Linked DNA regions of Mus musculus: region 1 is linked to region 2. The links are chromatin contacts, called in public Hi-C maps. All regions are on one chromosome and are shown on one strand. The core of a region is the stretch at or near the end of the contact, and the rest is flanking DNA. Distances in the headings are between cores, read along the strand shown. Region 1 holds the start of Sell (selectin, lymphocyte). Region 2 holds the start of 4930523C07Rik (RIKEN cDNA 4930523C07 gene).

Region 1 (4,789 bases), core at 2,256-4,755, 4.0 Mb before region 2:
TGTTGTTGGGCTCCCCAGCACCCCAGTTCTCTGCTTCTTTAGTGAGAGTTTTGTTGGTTCCCACCCATGTCCACATTTTCCCAATTTTCCTGATTCCTATCCAGTAGTAATAAGGGCTTTTGGGCAATGTATTCTCTAAATACTCAATTTCTCTCTTGTTTTGTATGGCGACTAAATCTGTGTAATTTTGCTTGCAGAACTTTCTAGCATTTTCCCAGTTCATGGGCTTTTCAGAATAATGGTAAGTCCAACAGTGAGTTCCATGGTGTATCAGGAAGTCTGGAAAACAGCAGCAGAAATATGACGACTCATAGAGTGTTCTAGGACCAGGCACAGGTGCAGGCTGCCCACCACTTAGAGATGAGGGACAAAGACTGCAGGAGAACAGGTGAGCAGTTCAGGGTCACCCAAATTAGCTGTTGGCAGCCTTGGATCAGAATATAGACTCTCTCTCTCTTTGAAAAGATATAGAATTGTTTTTTACTCAATGACTACTATACATAAATATATCTTAGCAGATTTTTTTTAATGAAAGATCTTCCTCAAAATTCTTTGAAGTGTAATTTATCCAACCTACTTTAGAAATGTATGTCACTAAGAATTAATTAAAGAATAACTTAATACAGCTTTAAAATCTACACTATACTTTTTAATCCTGGGATAACTTCCTAAAGGCTAATATTTGTTACTGTTATTATATGTCACAGTACAGATATAAAATTTCTCATTTAAGTAAAATAAAATAGGGTCAGGCAGAACATTAACATAATTTTAAATACTTTATTGTAACATAAAATGTATTCTATTGTAGAAGAAGCTGCCCTGGGAAAGCCTCAATACATAGACCAATTGTGTATCTAAACTCATAGTACAGAAAGAACAACATACATAAAGATGATGCAAAAGACACACAATTGGTTTTATCATGTTCTACATACAAAGATATTTAAGTAATAGTGCCTAATTAACAACTGGGCCTTCAGGCATAAGGGATTTGAAGCAACCAAGTAAAACACATGATTGTGCACAGTGACCTTGATGACACTGGCCATTCTAAGAATGGCATGACCTATGTGAGCTATGATTTTACAGTAAGATAAAAGATTTCATAGCCATCAGCTCACTGAGTTTTTACTTCATAAGGTGAGTACTCTAAAGACATATCAAAAATACCTTCCAAATATTTATACTTAAGCCAATCATCCTGAGCTGCTCTCCACCTGGGTCAGAGAAATTGCTTTTTGAAGTAGATAGCAGCCAGTGGAGAGATGCATAGCTGTTAAATGCTGAGAATTAGAGACTCAGCCCTAAATGGAACGCTCATATTAACCCCTCATCTACCAAGGCTCATTGCAGAAGAGACACAAAGCCTGGGAAGTAGTGTTGGGGAATATGGGAGTACTGTCTTCTGGACATGACATGGTTAATGCAGTTTTGAACTCGTAGCAGTTGTGATTTTCTGCAGCTGCATAAAACCTAGAGGAGGATCAAGTGTGGATGGGGTAGAGGATCTTCAGGCCCCACCCCTTACTGAAGGGCTATTGTCAGTTAATAGTTTCTGGGGGAGGGAGAATCATTCTTTTTGAAGGTGTGGTCACAGCTAGGTTTTTCATGCACCAGTCGATGGTCCACACCCGTACACCTATGAGCAGTGCTAACTGGATTTAGTAGGTTATCAAAAACAAAAGGAATAAAGACAGACAGACAGGAAGTTGGGAGGGGTGTTGGGGGGTATATGGTGTTGTTGAAGGGGGAAATGGCATATCATTATGATCATACTTTACTGTGCATGTATGAAACTCTCAAAAGCAAAGAAAAATTTATAAAAACAAAGAGAGGGTGTGTTCACTTGTTCTGAGCTGAAAGTCCAGGTGAGAGAAGAAGGAGAGCTAACATAAGTTAGCTCAGACAATGGTTCAAATTTATTGATGAAGAGTCTCTAAGGCTTAAGCATAAAACATGTAACATCAAAAGAAAGACACAAAAGCCCCTAAAATAAAAACAAAACCCCAGCCCTCAGGCAGCCCACGCTCTGGACTGTGGAAGTTCATTTTGGGCACAGCAAACTATTAATAGAAAATGAAATGTAGAATAAGCATAACGTGCCTTATTAGAGGTTTGTCAATTAACTGTACTCCTTCCTAACAGAGGACTATTGTGTAGATATCAGGATTTGGGCACATCACTAGAGAATGTCAATGCTAAGCTGGTATTAGGGGGACTCAGAAAAGTTCTGAAGGTCAGAGAAAGAATGAGAGTCCTTAAAAGAATTAATAGCCAAAAATAAAAAATACAAAAACAAAAAAAAAAATAAAACAAAAAAGCAACAAAAAAAAGAATTAATAGCCATCTACCTGATTGTATTCCCTGCAACTATGTACTTTCAATGAATATTTAAGAAAAGAACAATCACTGCCTAAGGCTTAGCCAAAAACAAAGGACATACCACAACAGAGCAGTGTCCAGACCCACAGCTTCAGGATGTTCCTCGAGCCCCAGTAAGTACCCTCACATCTCCATGGAAACACCTGTAAATGAAGTGCAAAATATTTAAACTCTGAACTGCAAACTTATAGCACCATGAGGCAGTGCCCTGGCACTTCTTCAATTCACAGATAAAGCCCATCAGCCCACTATCAACCGTATCCAAGGTAAACTATTTGGGGGGGGGTGGGTGTCATGGCTGAAAATTATGGCATCTACTTCATTACACACTGGTACACTACTTTATTTCATTTTCCTTCCAGGTTTCAGTCCCAGGTTGTTGATCATGATTAATGTTATGCTTTCCGATATTTCGGTATTCTTTGTACCTACTTTTCGACTGAGCTTTAAATCAAACAGAATCTTAATTTTTTTAATGCTCTTGTTTTTAATGCTCTTGGGGTCTAATGAACCAGTGACACTCACATTTGCCTTTCACGCTGGGTCATGAAGGAGCCATACCTCAAATATATGAAAGAATGATGTAGCCAGAAGCCAGGAAAGGCAAGCATTGCTTTTTTCAAGTAAGAAGCAATATATTTTTAATAACTCAAACAACAAAGCCATAGGCTTTCTGCACATCTTAAAACTGTAGTTTTGGATGTATATCACTCCTCAGGGAGTCACTCTGTGTCACCGCAAAGGTCTAATCTTATCTGTGCCCCTTCCAGCATTCCATCAAAGCAAACACCAAGGGAGAAAATCAGCAAGAAAGAGTCTAGAGTCATTTTCTTGAGACAGCATGCGTAGGGGTTTTGTTGTTGTTGTTGTTCTTGTTCTTGTTTGTTGGTTTCTATATTTCTTAAACGCAGAAATGATAGCTTCTTGCCCCCTTGCCACCTGCCTCTTCAACCCCAAGGAAAATTTTGAATATCTAGAGATCTCTTATAGGCTGGGATGCTCACCATGGCTTGCTGGGTCTCTCTGCAAGTCTCTCTGCAGGCCTCAGCCTCCTGCACCTGGGGCTCAGAGTTCTTGCACAAGGAGGGCGTGCTGCGCTCAGGAAGAATGTGCCAATGTCACCAGTGGGGTTTGCTTTCTTTCATTTCTCCAGCCCAGCCTCACATCCTCCGCCCCCAATTCTTCCTCTTTCTCTTCTCTCTCTCTCTCTCTCTATCTCTCTCTCCCCACCCCTTTCCTAATCTGGGCTCAATCATTTGCCCCAAGAACACAGTAGTGGACCAGAAGCTATGCCCCCTGCTCAGGATATCCCCAGTTTGGAAGGAGGAAAGGAAAGGGAGAGATATTGTAATTATATTATAATCCCCCAAATTAAAAAAAAAAAATAGAAAAAAAAAAAAGAAGCAATGGCAACTGGATTCTTCCCCACATCCTCTTAGTCCTTTCTGGTTACCTATGCCTCCTTCCCGTCCCTTCCCTTCCCTACCCTTCCCCTCCTCTACCTTCCCTTCCCCTCCCCTTTTTTCTCCTCCCTTCCCTTCCATTCTTCTCCCTTCCCACCCCACTTTCCTTTGTGTTCCTTGTTTTGTTTATAAACTCCCGACCATGGGGTAGGGGACCCTGGTCGTACCATAGATTAAAAACTTATTTCAGAGCTAGTTCACTTGCTCTTGAACTTCGGGAGCTTTCTGGAAGACTTGACCCAACTTAGTTCCTCTCCTTCCTCTTTCCTCGTTCACCCCCTAGTGGAAGTCCTTGTTAATGGCTCTTCTGAAAGCAAAATCCTAAATAAAATCCCAGGGCTCTAACTTAGAGAGGTTGGGGGACCTAGAAATACCTTGAGTAGAAAGTGTGAAGAGGGTAAGACAGCATATAAAGTTTGAATTCAGCCATTCAAAAGCAATCTGGAGGAAGTCACTGACATAATAGTATTTAAACTGTAAGAAAGTTAGTAATAATGACAAAAAATGGCATGTATGTGTCAACATACACACAGACACACACACACAAATATAATGTAGTAGCAACAATAACAACACTAGAACTTAACAGGTCATCTTAATTACCTTTGAAAGTCTAAAATGGGGCAGTGGTGGCGCACGCCTTTAATCCCAGCATTTGGGAGACAGAGGCAGGCAGATTTCTGAGTTCAAGGCCAGCCTGGTCTACAGAGTGAGTTCCAGGACAGCCAGGGCTACAGAGAAACTCTGTCTCGAAAAACAAAAACAAAAAACAAAAACAAACCAAAAAAAAAAAAAAGCTGAGCAGTGGTGGCGCACGCCTTTAATCCCAGCACTTGGGAGGCAGAGGCAGGCAGATTTCTGAGTTCGAGGCCAGCCTGGTCTACAGGATAACCAGAGCTATACAGAGAAACCTTGTCTCGGGGGGAAAAAAAAACCTAAAA
Region 2 (4,415 bases), core at 553-3,052:
TTAGCTAATGAGTGTGCCCCTTCCACGTTAAAACTGGTGCAGAAGCCTGCTGACTGTTTATTATCTTCTTGGGTTTGATCCTGTGGCTTTCACCTCTTTTGATTCTGTAGGCAAAATGTTGACAGTGCCCGAAATGTTGTTTTGTAATGGGCCTCTTTCCTAGAACGGTGTCATGGGTATAGAAGGGGAGGCAGAATTTCAGAAGAAGGGAGGTACCAGGCCAAGGGAAGACATATCAGACTAAGTGGTTGATAGATCTGAATTTTAGCTCAAAGCTAGGAGAGACCCTTGCAAAACTATCCTACCCATAACTATAGAATGTGAAAATTTAATTAAAAAAAATTACAAAACACAAACAAACCAGACACAGCTGCGTTTAACGCAGCAGTACCTTTCAGTTGCAGGGCTCTTTAGGTGGCGTTGATAAACTTTGTAAAAGGGTTAAGAACAAGATGCACCCGTGTCCATTTAAGACTTGTTCTTGGTCCCCAACAATACTTCAGAATGAAGATTCCCTAAAATTAGCTCCAGGTTCTCTCTCTCTTTCCAATGGTGGATGTAGCATAAAGGCTTTGGCAGGCAGGAGCTTGGAGTGGCTTGGGTGCTGCATTCCTAGCCTTCCTCATTGAGCAGACTGGGCAGAGCAGGCCTGCGGATTCTCATGGCTGGCTGGCTGGTGTTCATTAGGGCAAGCACTAGTCTTTGCTTTGGGTTCCCTTTCAGATAGGCAGGACTGGTGTTGAAAACAACAGCTATCCGGCTATCATTTACTTAACTACTGTTACACAAATCATTCCTACATAGCCCTTCAAAACAGGACCTGCTGTGTTTTCCAATCCACCTTTCTGGGTGGGAAGAAGATCAAGGACCATTTAGAGAGTTGGGAAAGTTCAGGAAAAAAAATGTGTCACACAAACTCTCTAGAGACTCAGAATGGCATACAGATCTCACTCCACCCCTTGGCTCCAGGCCACATTTTCAGTCTGGTAAGTCTTTTAGCCCCATTGAAATTATAGTTTCTTTTAGAATGAGTTTGTTTGTTTGTTTGGTTTTGTTTTGTTTTTAAATCCCAGAGGGTATGATTTTAGGAGCATCTCAAATACTGACTTTGCCCGTTTAGACAATGTCCATCTGGTCCTTTTCAAATGGCTCCTACCTGCAGCTGGTGTCAACTGGAGCTGAGAACTCCACCCCAAACTCCAGAGGAGCCCATGTGTCAGGCCAGGAGCAGAGAGAAGGTGAGAGACCTCTAGGAGGAAAGAATGAAAGCAACTGTGCAAACGGCTTCTTAGAAATAACCCCTTTATCTCACTTCTCTCAGGGGCGGATTCACTCTTCTATGGGAAAGTCCCCTTCCACAGCGGGGCAGCTCCCAAACTTATTTTGAAAACAACAGCACAAAGCGATACAGAAAGTTTTGAAACTCACCTTTGGGTCCGTTGGAAGGCTTCCCGCCGGCGGGACCGCTGGCTCTGTTCCGGTGCTCTGAAGTGACTTGGGCACAAGGGTGAGGTCTGGGTCCCTGCTCCTGCCTCTCCCTCCCACTGCCAGGTCCCGGGAGAGAGGCGGCGCTGCCGGTCAGTGGGTGCCACCAGTGTGATGTGGAGGAAAGCGCCCCCTGCGTCCCTGGCTGAGGTTTCACCGCACCCAGCTCTGCTACTGAGGTCAGGAACGCAACTTCCTGAATCTGACTGGCTGGCTCTGTCTCTCCTCAGCCCAACTCCTACCTTAAACTAGGAGGCACACGCCACAGCACACGCAGCGCGGGTGTCCTTCCTCCGGGTCTCCCGGCCAGTGTCCCCACTCCGCCCCACTGTGACGTTCTTTTGCCCCTCCGCCCCGAGCACGCCTCCTTCAGGACGCCAGAGCCAACTTTGCTCACAGACGCGCCAGTGTTCCCAGAGACGTGGGGTGTAAACTCCCAACCCTGGCCTAAGGAAAAAATAACAGCCCCGTGCTGTGGAATAAAGTCACCTTCCAGGAAAAGGGCTGGGGTGTCTAAAGGGAGAGCAATCCCCGGTGCCTCGTGACAAGGTATCTTTGTGTGTGCGCTCCATGGGAGTTACCTGGAGATGTTAGGAGCGCAGGAGGCAGGGACAACTAACTTCAAAAGTTCTCCCTTTTCATTTTATTTACTCCTTGTGAGCTTATATTCAGATCTCTTGTTTGTCTAACTCCGCCCCCAAATGTAAAGGTGGGGTGGTAGAGAGCTTGCTCAGTGCCTCCAAGGCTTCTGCAGGGAAGTTGGGAAGGTGTGATAGGCAGAAGCGGCTGTGGAGTATCTAGGGGCTTCCCCGGAATGACCTTGAGAGATCTTGCCATGATAAAGACCGGAGGTTCTACTCATTGGATTGTAGGTGTCAGGAGGGTGCGCAGCTGGTGCTTGCTTTCCAGTGGCTGGGCCTGAGCCATAGGGTCCTTCGGCCTTTGGGTGCCTGAATTAAAATGATTGGTGAAGCTAACTGTCACAACCGGGAAACAAGAGAGTTCCGGTTTACTCAAGAGAAGCCAGCTGGCTCTGGGTTGAAAGGCCAAAGAGAAAACCCAGCATTCATCCAGAAATGCCAAGGATAGTTGGTCCTGTAGTCTTCTTCCAAAGGCAGATTAAGTAGAGGTTTTCCCCCAGAAATCCCACAGAGAGAACTCGATCTAGATCTGTTGTTGTTCCTTTGAAACCGAGTCTCACTATATAGCCCCGGCAGGCCTGGAACTCACAATGTAGAAACAGGTTGGCCTCACAGAAATTTGCTGGGTTTAAGGACGTGTTTCACTATGCCCTACATAGATCTAGATTTGAATGATAATAAGAAGAGTGGTCCAAGTGATCTGTTGTGGGGGTGGGGTTGGGGGTGGGAGTAGTACGGTTAAGTGGGTAGGGCAGGGGGACGATCAGGCTCTGAAAGAAGACAGTTTTAGCAAGAGACAGCTATAGATGGATTCCACCAACAATTTAGTGGTGGATGGAAGGCTTCCATTGTGTGTCAAATCTGAAGCAGGGGTCTAGGGTCTAATGGACCAGGGAGCTGGAGGAAGACAGGCTTGGGGAATGACAGGAAACCTTAAGTGCAAACCCGGTGCGGTGATTGGAGACCGAGTCTCCCCCAGGACCTACACCGGACCTGTGTGAGATGTAATTTGCCCCCTTCCCCTGAGGATGGGGAGTAACTTTCTTCTGCAAGGTCATTGCTAATGTATAGTGGAGTTGAGATCTGAGTCTGAGTAGTTCTATCTAGTCCAGCCTATCCCTCATCACCATATCATCATCAGGAGAGAGAGTGGCTTCTATGGACAACTTCTGGGTTAACACCTGCTGAGCAGGGGGGAAGACAGTGGAAAATACTTTCCTGAACAACTTTATGGACAGGCTAGGCTGATGGTCACAATGCTTTCCAGAAACAACAACAACACAGAGAAATGAAGAACCTAAGGCAGTCACCATGAGCTCAGCACTTCAAAAACCAGATGCTTATCTGTAGGGCGGCATCCCAATGTTGTCTTAGTCCACAGGAAGACAGATCCAGAAAAAGTCTAGAACCTATCAAGTAGCAGCGACGTTGTGGCAGTCAAATCAGGGACTTACTAGATGACAAGATGCTTGGTAGGCTGTTATTGAGTTGCCAAGGCTACAGGGTCTATTGATGTTTTAACGTAATGAGTGAGCATCTGGCCAGCAGGTTTTCCTTTGGGGTGAATGACGCATCCCTTATGAGAAAACAAGTTAGAGCACCCACCTACTGTGTCTCCCCTTTGGCGGTGAAGTCTCAACTTATATGAACTCATGAATGGCCCCAGGCAACCACGGTGCTGGTGCAGTCTTTAAAAGCTTTCTTGTTTGAGGTAAGGATCTTTGAAGGTAGTCAAGAGGTGAGTGGACTCTAAGTGGAGTGAAATGGAGCGTTGACACATCTAATTAAGAAACAGAAAGCCCCCAAATAGCAGATTTGTGAACCAGGACTGAAAATTTAAAACCTTTTTGTGGGTGACCACCCCTCACTGGCTTTAGCACCTGAAGAGCTCTGGTTCCATATTAAGAGTGTTAAGGACAAAACCTGTGGGTTCCCTCTCTGCTGGTGTGGGAACTGACAGGGTATTAAACATCACGTTTTAGCCTGTGTTGAAGGTGAAGACTAACTGCACTCATTCTCTCTTTGTGCTGTCCTATTTCTGACAGGTCAATGGCAGTGTTGGCCAGGACGGATTCATCTGTGCAAGCCATCTGTGGGAGACAGTTTCCCATTAGGTCATACACCCTGAGTGCAGAAATCAGAATAGTGTTGTGCGGCAACAACAAAAGGGGGTGGCTTTTTCAGTGTGGGAAATATTTAACAGAGAATATTACGTTATTATCACCTAAAACAGGTGCATTCTTGCCTGCAATGCTCTACGAGGCTCGGGCATGTCCAGCCACTTACCAC

The links. A called contact is a pair of places that touch in the nucleus more often than the background predicts.
Region 1: a Hi-C map of CD8 T cells shows a contact between it and region 2, with 4 times the contacts expected there. The contact joins the promoter of Sell here to the promoter of 4930523C07Rik in region 2. A contact is called at or near these places in 3 of 484 Hi-C or Micro-C datasets (CD4 T cells and CD8 T cells).

The regions. Positions count from the first base shown.
Region 1 is chr1:164,060,792-164,065,580 of GRCm38.p6, reverse strand. Sell (selectin, lymphocyte) reads right to left here and starts at 3,505. Exons shown (of 9, transcript NM_011346.2): 1 at 3,390-3,505; 2 at 2,447-2,528; 3 at 1-279. The coding sequence starts at 3,392. Gm51665 (a long non-coding RNA gene) reads left to right here and starts at 2,589. Exons shown (of 2, transcript XR_003948100.1): 1 at 2,589-2,651.
Region 2 is chr1:160,041,767-160,046,181 of GRCm38.p6, reverse strand. It overlaps 4930523C07Rik (RIKEN cDNA 4930523C07 gene), which reads right to left and starts at 1,802. Exons shown (of 3, transcript NM_001162896.1): 1 at 1,429-1,802. It overlaps Gm37294 (predicted gene, 37294), which reads left to right and starts at 1,865. Exons shown (of 2, transcript NR_168324.1): 1 at 1,865-2,034; 2 at 4,172-4,415.